Linked DNA regions of Sus scrofa: all the other regions are linked to region 1. Evidence: chromatin contacts called from public Hi-C data. All regions are on one chromosome and are shown on one strand. The core of a region is the stretch at or near the end of the contact, and the rest is flanking DNA. Distances in the headings are between cores, read along the strand shown.

Region 1 (3,459 bases), core at 213-2,712:
GGTTAGTTTTGGAAATGCTCCAAGAGTGTGTTCATTCTCCTTTGCCTTTGTTGGGGACTCAGGTGGAAACAGATGGGAAGTACTGGAGAGTCTCCGCACCTCAGTTTTCCCATTGGTCAGAAGAGGATGGTTGTCAGAGTGATATGAGATAATGGATTTTAATGACACAATGATGGTAGTTAGTGCCTCAATTTTAAGGAATGTTTGTTGAATCAGTTTGTGACTTAGGACTTAGAGCTAAGTAGACCCCTGGCCCAGAATCTGAACTTCGACCTTGGACCTCAGTATCTCTAAGTGCTTCCTAAGGCCACGAGGGCTAGTAGACTCAACAGAGATAGAACTAGAATCCTACTGCCTGCTAATTTATTTTTGCTGAATTCTTCCGAAATTAGTATGTGTTAACTTTTACTTGACATGCTTTAGCAAAAAGACATAGTAAACATTTTCTAATAATGATTGAAACATTCTTCATGTATGGAGTTACATTGTTTTTTTTTAAAGCAGCTTGTATCATTCTGTATTATATTAAAATGTGCAACATTGTTATTCTGGATTATTTTCTATACTCTAATGTATAAAATTGTGCCTTAAGAAATTCAATGTGATACTTTTAATTTCTTAATTTAAAAAACCAGACTACAATTGTATTGTTTTAACAAGAGAATAAACATTTGTAATACTTATCTATATAGTTAAATTAGGCCAGAAATTGACATTTGTGCAATTTCTCCCCCTTGGAAGCAGCAGGTATATAAAATTATTATACATTGTGTTTACGCTGCATATACATAAAATTGACGAGAGACCTGAAAGTAAAGCAAGCTCTTTGGAACCTAGACTGGATTGCCAAGCTGAGTACCCCTGCAAAACAAACTCTCTTTGTCTGAACCTGTGAAAGGTACCAAAAGAGAGTGAGAACCAGTTTTACTTTTTTTTTTTAACTTTTTTTCTGTTTTTGTAGGAGAACCAGCAGTGGAAGAAAAGATCACTTCCTCTGTCGACCCTTTATGGGTTTCGGATTCTGTAAACTCTGCCATGTAACTTGATCCCAACGCTAATGAAATCCTGTTAGACTCTCCCTGCCCTCCTTCCCGCTTCCATCTTTCGGAGGGTCTCACCTTTTAAAACCTCGCTTTGGATTTGCAGACCTGTGTAATCCTCCTGCCATTGTTTGGCTTTTTACCCGGGCACTTTTCACCTACATCCTCTCTGCCCTCATTTGGCAGTCGGTTGGGCTTCTTCCTGCCTTGAATACCGCATTCCCGAGTTATTCAAGCTCAGTCATTAGCACCCTGTCCCCCTACGAAAATTATGAATGAAAAGCCTTGTTGTTCTTTACAAATAACTCAGGCTTCCTCAGTCAGTCAAATGCGAATGGAAGTGACTGCCGGACAAAGGGGCGGGATGATGGACAGTCCTCACAGCGAGTCATCAATGCGCACAGGAAGTTTTTCAAGCCACAGTCTAGGTGGAGAGGGCTGGGCGTTCCCGGAGGACGTGCCTACAGAAGGGGCGGCGGGGGGTGGGGTGCGTGCTCTTTGTGTGCGTTGGGATCTTACCGAAAAAACAAACGCGAGCACCAGAGAGAGCAATGCAGGCAGCCCCTCTTGCCCACGCCAGAACTTAAAACTCCGTCCGTGGAGACATCCACCTTGCAGGCACTCTGGTTGGCGCTGACACACACAGACAAAAGCGAAGGCACCGACCCTTTACTGGGTTTTGAATGCTGAACGGGGCCAAGAGTGGGTTACGGACTGGGAGCTGCAGGGCGTCCCGCTGGGAAGTTGCATTGTCCTGGGCCCCTTTTTCACAACAGGGGAAAAGGTAATTGACAGCCCGATTGTTTGGTCGGGACCCCTGCTGTTTTAAAATCCTGGAAGGCCCCAGTCACACGTTGTCAATAATAGCCGTTGGAGGTGCGGAGTGAAGGACTGTTCAGGAAACAGTTTGAGCCCTTCAAGTGGACAGGCCTCAGTGACTTTTCTTGCACTCTGGCTGCCACAAGCAGCTCATTCAAAAATAACCTTCAAGTAATAAATCAAACTTGTTTCCTGAACTATACAAGGAACAGCTGGTTATTTTTCCTCACTTTTTTTTTTTTTTTTTTCAAAGAAAGGGGGAAAAAAAAGAGAGGAGATTTTTTACTACAGGAAATCAAGCATGTCAAAATTTGGCAAAGCAATTTGGATGATTTAGCAGCTAAACACTTCTCTTTTTAATGTTATGCTTTCATCGGTCTTTTGATTTCAGCTTTTCATTTTTGCATTCTGTTTGCTGCAGTGACTGTCCCTTGTCTGTGCTCTCCTCCCCTTTGAAAGGAAAACGGGTTTAGTGGCGTGTCATTAGAAGAGCTTTGGTGTAATTTCTCATGTCTTGGTGCAGGGGCTCAGCTTATTACACAGCTAAAGTGTGTTCTCTTCCACAGAGAGAGTTTAGATTTAGACCTATAGCTCCATGTATCTGCTCCTCGTGAGAGCTATATATTTTGGCATTCTGATGACAAGGCAGTTTTTCTTCAGTCTGCTGATTTAGGAACCCCAAGCTAGTGCATGTGTCATAACTGAAGTAGTCTGGTATTTTAAAGAAGTTTATTTTGGGCTTTTGGGTTTTTTTTTAAATGCCTTTTTTTGCGCCTGTCTTTGTGTTCTCTTTGTGTGTGTCTTTTCCTCCTTGAATATTCTGGAAAAATCTGCCAACCTCTGATTGACCTTACCAATAATTAAAAATATAAGTATAAATAAATAACACAAAACAATTCCCTTCTATGATGATGGCTGTTGATTTTTATAGATGCTTGGTATTTCAAACAGAAATCCATTCTAAATGAAAATTGTTTTGCGATCTCTCAGTGTGTACCTTAGAGATTAGCTTTTCACAACTTGTGGACACTTAGAATTTTAAAAAATCTGTATTTGAAGGTCTGTCAGATTTTAATGAAGGTCTCTTTCAATCAATTTAAGTATAATTAAACAGTAATGTTAAGATTAGATATTAAGATTAGGTAAAACATCTTTTTTGTTACAGGATATTTTGACGACTCTATAGTCAATGAAAAAAGATGTTGATTATAATTTAGCATTATATGAGAAGTTATAAATTATGCTTTGGGATTTTAGTTGTATATGTACAATAAATTTATTTTTCTCCTTTATTTTGTTGACAAGATTATTCATTTGTAATAAAGCACTTGTAATGAAAGGTATGTTTATAGGAGGATAATAATGAAATTTAATTTATAGTAGAATTAGATCACTGTGGGCTTCTTTTCTATTTCTGTTCTTTTCTTTTCCTATTTCTTTTCCTTTGTAGTTGCAGTAAATGACAATGCCATAATAGCACAAAGAAACCCATCTTCGTGCTACACGATTAAACTTACACACTTTGTACATATACAGATATCTCCCCTGATACAAGTGTGAGTTCAGCAGTGGGTGTGGTTTCTATAGAAATGTTTCTTCC
Region 2 (3,654 bases), core at 109-2,608, 560 kb before region 1:
TCTAACTTCTATTCAGTGCCTTTTTTTTTTTAAATGATGCAGCTGTTACCTAAAAACTAAAATGAAACAACATAAAACTGCAAATAATAATCCTACCACTACACACACACACACATACACACACACACAATTTTTTTGTTTTTTGTCTTTTGAGGGCCACACCTGCAGCATATATGGAGGTTCCAGGCTAGGGGTCTAGTCGGAGCCATATGCTGCCAGTCTACGCCACAGCCACAGCAATGCCAGATCTGAGCCGCATCTGCAACCTACAACACAGCTCACCGCAACACTGGATCCTTAAACCACTGATCAAGGCCAGGGATCGAACCCACAACCTCGTGGTTCCTAGTCAGATTCGTTTCCGCTGCGCCACGACAGGAACTCTGTACCACTATTATATTTTTAAGAACATTGATAAAAATGGCTAAATAGCTTGTAATCCTTCTTTGCTCAGTTCTTCCTGTCAAATTTTTCCTTGTTAATCTGTACTGAACTTATATAAATGCTGGGTAGGAAGGAATAACAACCATTTTGCAATAACTAGAATGTATTTAGTTTCCACCATGCAGCAGTTCTGAAAGTGTTTTATTTATTTTGCTGTGCCTGTGTTATGCAGAAGTTCCGGGGCCAGAGATCACACCTGTGCCACAAGCCACAGCAGTGATAGCACTGAATCCTTAACCTGATGCACCACCAGGGAACTCCTGAAAGAATTTTTTTTTTTTAACTTTTAGGGCTGCATCCGTGACACATGGAGGTTCCCAGATTAGGGGTCGAATTGGAGCTGTAGCAGCCGGTCTACACCACAGCCACAGCAATGCCAGATCCAAGCCTCGTCTGCAACCTGCACCACAGCTCATAGCAACTCTGGATCCTTAACCCACTGAGCAAGGCCAGGGATTGAACCCGAGTCCTCATGGATACTAGTCAGGTTCATTAACTGCTGACCCATGAAGGGAACTCCCTCCTGAAAGAATTTTAAGAGTTTACTCGTTTATACCCCTCACCCATATTTTAGGATAAAAGAACTGAAATAGAACACCCATGAGCCCATGTTTACAGAGCTAGCAAGTGGTTGATTGTACATTTGACCAAAGTCTGCCTGGCACCAGAGCCTAAAATTGCTTATTTTCTTAATTGCCTCTTTAAGTGTTTAGTATACTTTTAATTTATTGCTTTCTGTCTTAGCATTTTATATTTAAGTTAAATGTCTGCTTATACCAGCTTGGACTGAAGAGGGCAGAGCCAGCACAAAGTGAAAAGGAAACTTTGGATTTCCAACTTACTGTCAATAGGAATAAGCTTAGAATTCTACTCTGCTGCAACCCCAGGCTATTTTTATGGAAAAGGAAGGATGACTCAGAGGGCAGGACCAAGAGCACAGAGCCAGGAGTTATAGAGAATTATTCACAGGGAGTAGGACTAGACTGGGCTATAATTGAGAAAGTGGTCCTAGCCCATGCTTGGACCATGGTGGCAGGCAGAAACAGGAAGGATGGAAGGGAATTGGAAAGGAAACAAGAAAAATATCACTTGTTTCATATGATTATTTACACATAAAATTCAAAATATATCAGTGTTAGGTTTCAGAGATTAGGATAAATTTCTCAAGGCCTTCCTGTAAAACATTCAAATAACTTTCAAAGCCAAGACAGTTAGGGATCAGACTTTTGAAAATTCACTCACAAAGCAAAGGCAGCAAGAGAGCACATTTAAAAAGAAAATCTGGAGTTCCCATTGTGGCTCGGCAGGTTAAGGATCCAGCATTGCCACAAGCTGTGTTGTAGGTCACAGTCATGGCTCAGATCTGGTGTTGCCATGGCTGTGGTGTAGGCCTGCAGCTGCAGCTCCAATTCAACCACTCACCCGGGAACTTCCATATGGCGCGGGTATGGCTGTCAAAAAGGGAAAAAAAAGTGGATAACCAAGGGTTTCTCATACAACCAAGGTGTCTGTTAAATATTAAGTTACAGAAAAACAATTCTCAACATAGAACTTGGAATTCCGTACTCACCTCCCTTTATCCAACTTTGTGGTGACTGGTAAAATTTCAGCAAATGGCCTGAAGGTGAGCATTTAAAAATATATAAAGCTGCAACTCCTACTATATAAGAGTAGGACTGAGGGTAGAAAATGAATTTACAAATGTCATACTGTAACACAAGTAGAAATAGTGCAACTAAAGGTTGGGAGTTAAAGGGAGAAGGAGAAAATAGAAAAAGTTGGTTGCTGTATAAGCAATAAATGGACATTAAAAGAAAAACTAGATGGTAAAAAGCTAAATGAGAAAACAAGACACTAAAGGCATTAAACAAGATATATGGGAGTTCCCACTGTGGCACAGTGGAAATGAATCTCACTAGTATTCATGAAGATGCAGGTTTGATCCTTGGTCCTCACTCAGTGGGTCAGAGATCTGGTGTTGCTGTGGCTGTGGCCAGCAACTGTAGCTCCAATTCGACCCCTAGCCTGGGGACTTCCATATGCTGCAGGTGTGGTCCTAAACAGCAAAAAATAAATAAGATATATGTATGAAGGTAACCACTAGGGAAAAATAGGTAGATGGAAAATGGGTGGAGAAGGGACAGATGGGAATGGGATTGTGTGGATAGGGAAGCGTTATACTCTTCTCTGAGGCTAAAATTTCAATATCTTTGACTCTAAGAACCACAGTAATGGTTCATGTACAAAAAGTCAACCAGGATGTAGTGGTCCCCAAATGGAATGTAGATAGTGACAAACGAACCTGATTATATTATGAATAACATAACCTCACTGAAGGGAATGGAAGTGCTAAGAACTAATTTGAGTAACTCTGGGAAAGTATTTTGACTAGATGTTGCAGGCTAAAGACAAGACCAAACAAAAAGCCCCAACCCTATAAACACAAACTGTTCTCTAGTTAGCAAATGTTTCTTCTAGGTATACTCATGTAATTTATGAGTATACTAGGATTAAGGGAATAAGAAAATGCATTGTAGATACTGAGAGTCAAGTTTATAAGAAAAAGGTAAAATAAGAAAAGGAAGGCTAAAATGAATCTTGTGCTGATTTAGAATCAGAAATATCAATATGAACTCAAGGCACTTGAGTACACACACACACACGCACACACACATGCATATGCACACACACAGGTGTGTGTTTGTGTAGGTATACATGAGCTTATTTCATAGCCTTCCCTGTTGAGAGTCTAGGAGCAATGACACCCCAGTAGCAATAAGCAATCCTAGCACCCAGATCTTGGTTTCTAAATACCATTCTCTAATTAGAGGAACTAGGGGTTCTCAGAAAATTCCTTACAGGATAGGGGCAGAAAATATACATGATGAAATGGACTATCCTGTGGTACCAAAAGAAAGGAATGATAGAAAAAGAAAGACTGGAACATGTCAAAAGGCCACTGGAACCAAAGTGAGGAAGCTCCAAGGCTCAAAACTAGACCAACTTGAGGAACAACATACTTAAGTGTTGTATTATAGCCCATAGTTTAAAATAGATGGTCCATACCGATATAAATAATTGAATAAATGGGATTAAGGAATTGTCTTCCTTTCTTCCTTGTCTTTATAGGGCCACACCCACAGCATATGGAGGTTCCCAGGCTAGGGGTCCAATTGGAGCTACAGCTATCAGTCTACACCACAGCCACAG
Region 3 (3,535 bases), core at 255-2,754, 750 kb before region 1:
AACTCCCCCTCCCCGGACCCTGGCCCCGGCTGAGGCAGCAACGGTTTGCCCGGGCCCTCCCCCTTCCCTCCACCCCTGCGAATCTTCCTGGACCAGAGCGCGACACGCGCCTAGACCCGGGCGTTCTCTCAAGCCTTGGGGCCGGGTGTTGCTGGCAATGCAGAAGAGGCAAAAGTGAAGAAAACGAAGACGAAGGGCAGCTGAATGGGAACGATTCGGGGGGTCTTCCCGGCTCCCAGCACCCCCAAGAAGATGGCTGCCGATAAGTCTCGCGAGAACTAATGAAGTCTCGCGGTGGTTCCCGGAGCCTGCTGGGAAGAGACGTAAGATTCGCAGAGAGCGTGCTGGGCAAGTGCGGTAGTTCGAGTTTTGCGTAATTGCGTGGCTTGAGGGTTTTCATTCCTTGCTCCTCTTAAGGAAAAAAGACTTTGGAGTTTTGTTTTGTTTTGTTTTGTTTTTACAAGGAAGGAAAGGCTGCTGACGTCAGAAGCAGCGGGAACCCCAGCTTGTCCTCAGTAACAGACTGCCTGGCTCGTCAGCTGGAAGGAACGTGTGGATGGGAGGGCTCCCTTGAGAGCGTCCACAAGGATATGCCGGGACGGCGACCACCGGGGGGTTACAGGTGTGCTGCGCTGTGATGTGGACAAGATTGGGAAGAACGAGCTGGTCTAATCTAACGCACTGAGATCTTCAGAGGATTAGTGTCTTGTCCAGAATTGCTCTACTTATGGGCAGAGCACTAATGATCCAGGGATTCCCCTAGCCCTTGACAGTTTCTCAAGTAGTTTCCAACCATCTGAAACTTTCAGACTTTTCCCCAGCTAGAAATAAGAGAAGTGTCTATGTTTTCAGTTCTCTCCAATTTAAAGTCAATTCAGCTCTATCGATAGGGAAAGTACGTAGTATCAAGAGAGAGCCTTCATATCAGCATCCTAAATCCATTAACTTCCTTTCTCCTGGCTGGCCAAATAAGTTTAATTCCTGCCTCAGTTGTTCTGTTTGCTGTTATTAACTGCCTAGTACCATTAAGGTACTAGGTAGAATTTTGCAAAAGGTCTAGCGCCCATAAACTATAATGAAATGAAAATAATTCACATTATAAAGACACTTAAAAGTAAGCAGACCAATAAAAAGCTCCTTATGGCAAGCATAGTGGTAGACTAAATTGTCATTAAGATCTCTGAGTTTACAATTTGCTAGAGTGACGTGTCCTTAAGTGGAAAAGATTTGGTCAAATAAGAAAAGCTGGACATTTGTTATAAAATATAGCATATAAAGTAGTATGCAAATTAGAAAACAGCTACTGAATAACCAGGGTGTTTATTAAAGTGATTTAGCTAAATGAAATAAGCTGGACACAGAAAGGCAACTAGTCTGTGTTTCTACTTACGTGAGTTACCTAGAGTTGCCCTACCACTAGAGAAAGAAAAATAGAATGTTAGTTGCCATGGTCAAGAGCGTAGGGCAGAATGAGGAGGTATTTTTTAATGAGTAAAGAATCCCAGTTTAGTTTGTTTGTTTTGTCTTTTTGCCATTTCTTGGGCCGCTCCTGTGGCATATGGAGGTTCCCAGGCTAGGGGTCGAATCAGAGCTGTAGCCACCTGCCTACCCCTGAGCCACAGCAACGCGGGTTCTGGGCCGCGTCTGCAGCCTACACCACAGCTCACAGCAACGCCAGATCCTTAACCCACTGAGCAAGGCCAGAGATCGAACCGGCAACCTCATGGTTCCTAGTCGGATTCACTAATCACTGAGCCACGATGGAGCTCCAAGAATCCCACTTTAGGAAGATGAAAAAGTTCTAGAGGTAGGCAGTGTTAATGGTTGTGCAACAATGTGAGTGTTGTGTACTGTACACTTTAAATGGATAAAGTGGTTCTTTTTTTTGTATTTTGCCACAATAAAAAATGATTTATAAATTTAATATTGCTGGGGAAAATGTAAAATCCTAATTGTTTACCCTGTTTAATAGCCTCGCCACAGGCTGACTCCATCAGTGTTTTCAGCCTCATCACCAACTATTGGTTAGGTCTGGCTCTCCACTCAAGCTAGTCATTGCTCTTGTATCAAATGCTATATACTCCCTATAAACTGATTGGCTCTCAACACCCCATTTATTCACATCATTTCCATAGGGAATACTTCCACTTCTTTAACTACTCAAGCCTTGCCTATCCTTTTCTCTCAGTACCACTGCTACTTTTGAAGCCACCTTCCCCACCCCAAAGATAGTAACAGCCTTTCAGTTTCTCTACCTTTTAGCTGCCCCCATATCAGCTCATCTTCAATTGCCTTTATCATCATTGCCTTTAATAACAATCATTGTAAAACTTGGATCTCATGATCATGTCACCTCCGTGTTTAAAATCTTTAACTTCCACATTGGCTTCAGAATAAACATCTAAATTCTTTAACACCTATAAAATGCCTGTTTATAATCAAACCCTTCCTATTTGCCTTAGAACCTTCTTTCACTGCCTTTCAGCCTTTGCTTCAGCCATCCTGAACTATTTCATGTCCTTTGAAAAAGATGTGTTCTCTCACTAAAGTGAGCCATTGCAAAATGTTTCCCTCCCTTGCACTTGATGAAACCCTACTCATCCATCAAAATTCAGTGCAGGGGAGTTCCCGTCGTGGCGCAGTGGTTAACGAATCCGACTAGGAACCATGAGGTTGCGGGTTCGATCCCTGGCCTTGCTCAGTGGGTTAACGATCCGGCGTTGCCGTGAGCTGTGGTGTAGGTTGCAGACGCGGCTCGGATCCCGCGTTGCTGTGGCTCTGGCGTAGGCCGGTGGCTACAGCTCCGATTCGACCCCTAGCCTGGGAAGCTCCATATGCCGCGGGAGCGCCCAAGAAATAGCAACAACAACAACAACAACAAAAAGACCAAAGACAAAAAAAAAAAAAAAAATTCAGTGCAGGTAGCATCACCTTTAGAAGTCCATCCTTAACCTCCCTGCTCTAAAGCAAGAGTCCTCCTGAGGTTTTATCACATCAGTCTGTGCATGCATCTATTATAACACTTGTTGCTTTATTTTTCCAATTATCTGCTTATCTGTTCATTAGTTGATAGACCTGGTTTTAAATCTCCAGCTCCATGCACAGTCCTGGATTATACAGTCAGTTTTCAATTCTCAAGTTTTTGTAAGATCAAATGAAGCCCTACCACTTTCTTAAAATCTTTCCTGAACTATGCAGCTGATAGCAATCTCTTCCTCCTCTAAATCCTAAGTTACTGTGCTTGTTATCACTCCACGACTAGTCATCAGTGCTTCCTAGCATCCTTTTCTTTCTTAGTTGTTAATGTTTATCCCTCATCGCTTCAGTGCTTCATATTCTTTGACTTTGTCTTCAAAGGTGATGCTTAGTGTGATAAGCAGTGCGGCTGAAAAAAGACAAAAACAACAACAACAACAAAAAAAAAAAAAAAAAAAAAAAAAAAAACTAGAGACTACTTTCTCTGTTCAGTAACATTTCAGAATGGCCAGTATTAGGTTACCTGCTTAACATTTTGCAACAAACCATGCTCTTTCAG

What was found. Hi-C and Micro-C count contacts between places; a contact is called where the count stands out from the background.
Region 2: a contact with region 1 is called in a Hi-C map of embryonic fibroblasts, with 2.7 times the contacts expected there. The contact joins two enhancer-like sites. A contact is called at or near these places in 2 of 5 promoter capture datasets (fetal skeletal muscle and liver) and 1 of 47 Hi-C or Micro-C datasets (embryonic fibroblasts).
Region 3: a contact with region 1 is called in a Hi-C map of epiblast stem cells, with 1.8 times the contacts expected there. The contact joins the promoter of RBM26 here to the enhancer-like site in region 1. A contact is called at or near these places in 2 of 5 promoter capture datasets (fetal liver and liver) and 4 of 47 Hi-C or Micro-C datasets (embryonic fibroblasts, epiblast stem cells, fetal skeletal muscle and 1 more).

Annotation. Positions count from the first base shown.
Region 1 is chr11:52,172,244-52,175,702 of Sscrofa11.1, forward strand. No RefSeq gene overlaps it. Among named protein-coding and RNA genes, the nearest start is that of SPRY2, 15 kb to the left of the region's middle. Within about 2 kb of position 1,463, at least 67 of the 83 cell types and tissues checked have an H3K27ac peak or open chromatin away from gene starts, as enhancers often do. A contact at or near this core is called in embryonic fibroblasts, epiblast stem cells, fetal liver and 3 more, where this site is marked.
Region 2 is chr11:51,614,208-51,617,861 of Sscrofa11.1, forward strand. No RefSeq gene overlaps it. Among named protein-coding and RNA genes, the nearest start is that of NDFIP2, 120 kb to the left of the region's middle. Within about 2 kb of position 1,359, at least 4 of the 83 cell types and tissues checked have an H3K27ac peak or open chromatin away from gene starts, as enhancers often do. A contact at or near this core is called in embryonic fibroblasts, where this site is marked.
Region 3 is chr11:51,420,240-51,423,774 of Sscrofa11.1, forward strand. It overlaps RBM26 (RNA-binding protein 26), which reads right to left and starts at 1,505. Exons shown (of 22, transcript XM_013980610.2): 1 at 1-1,505.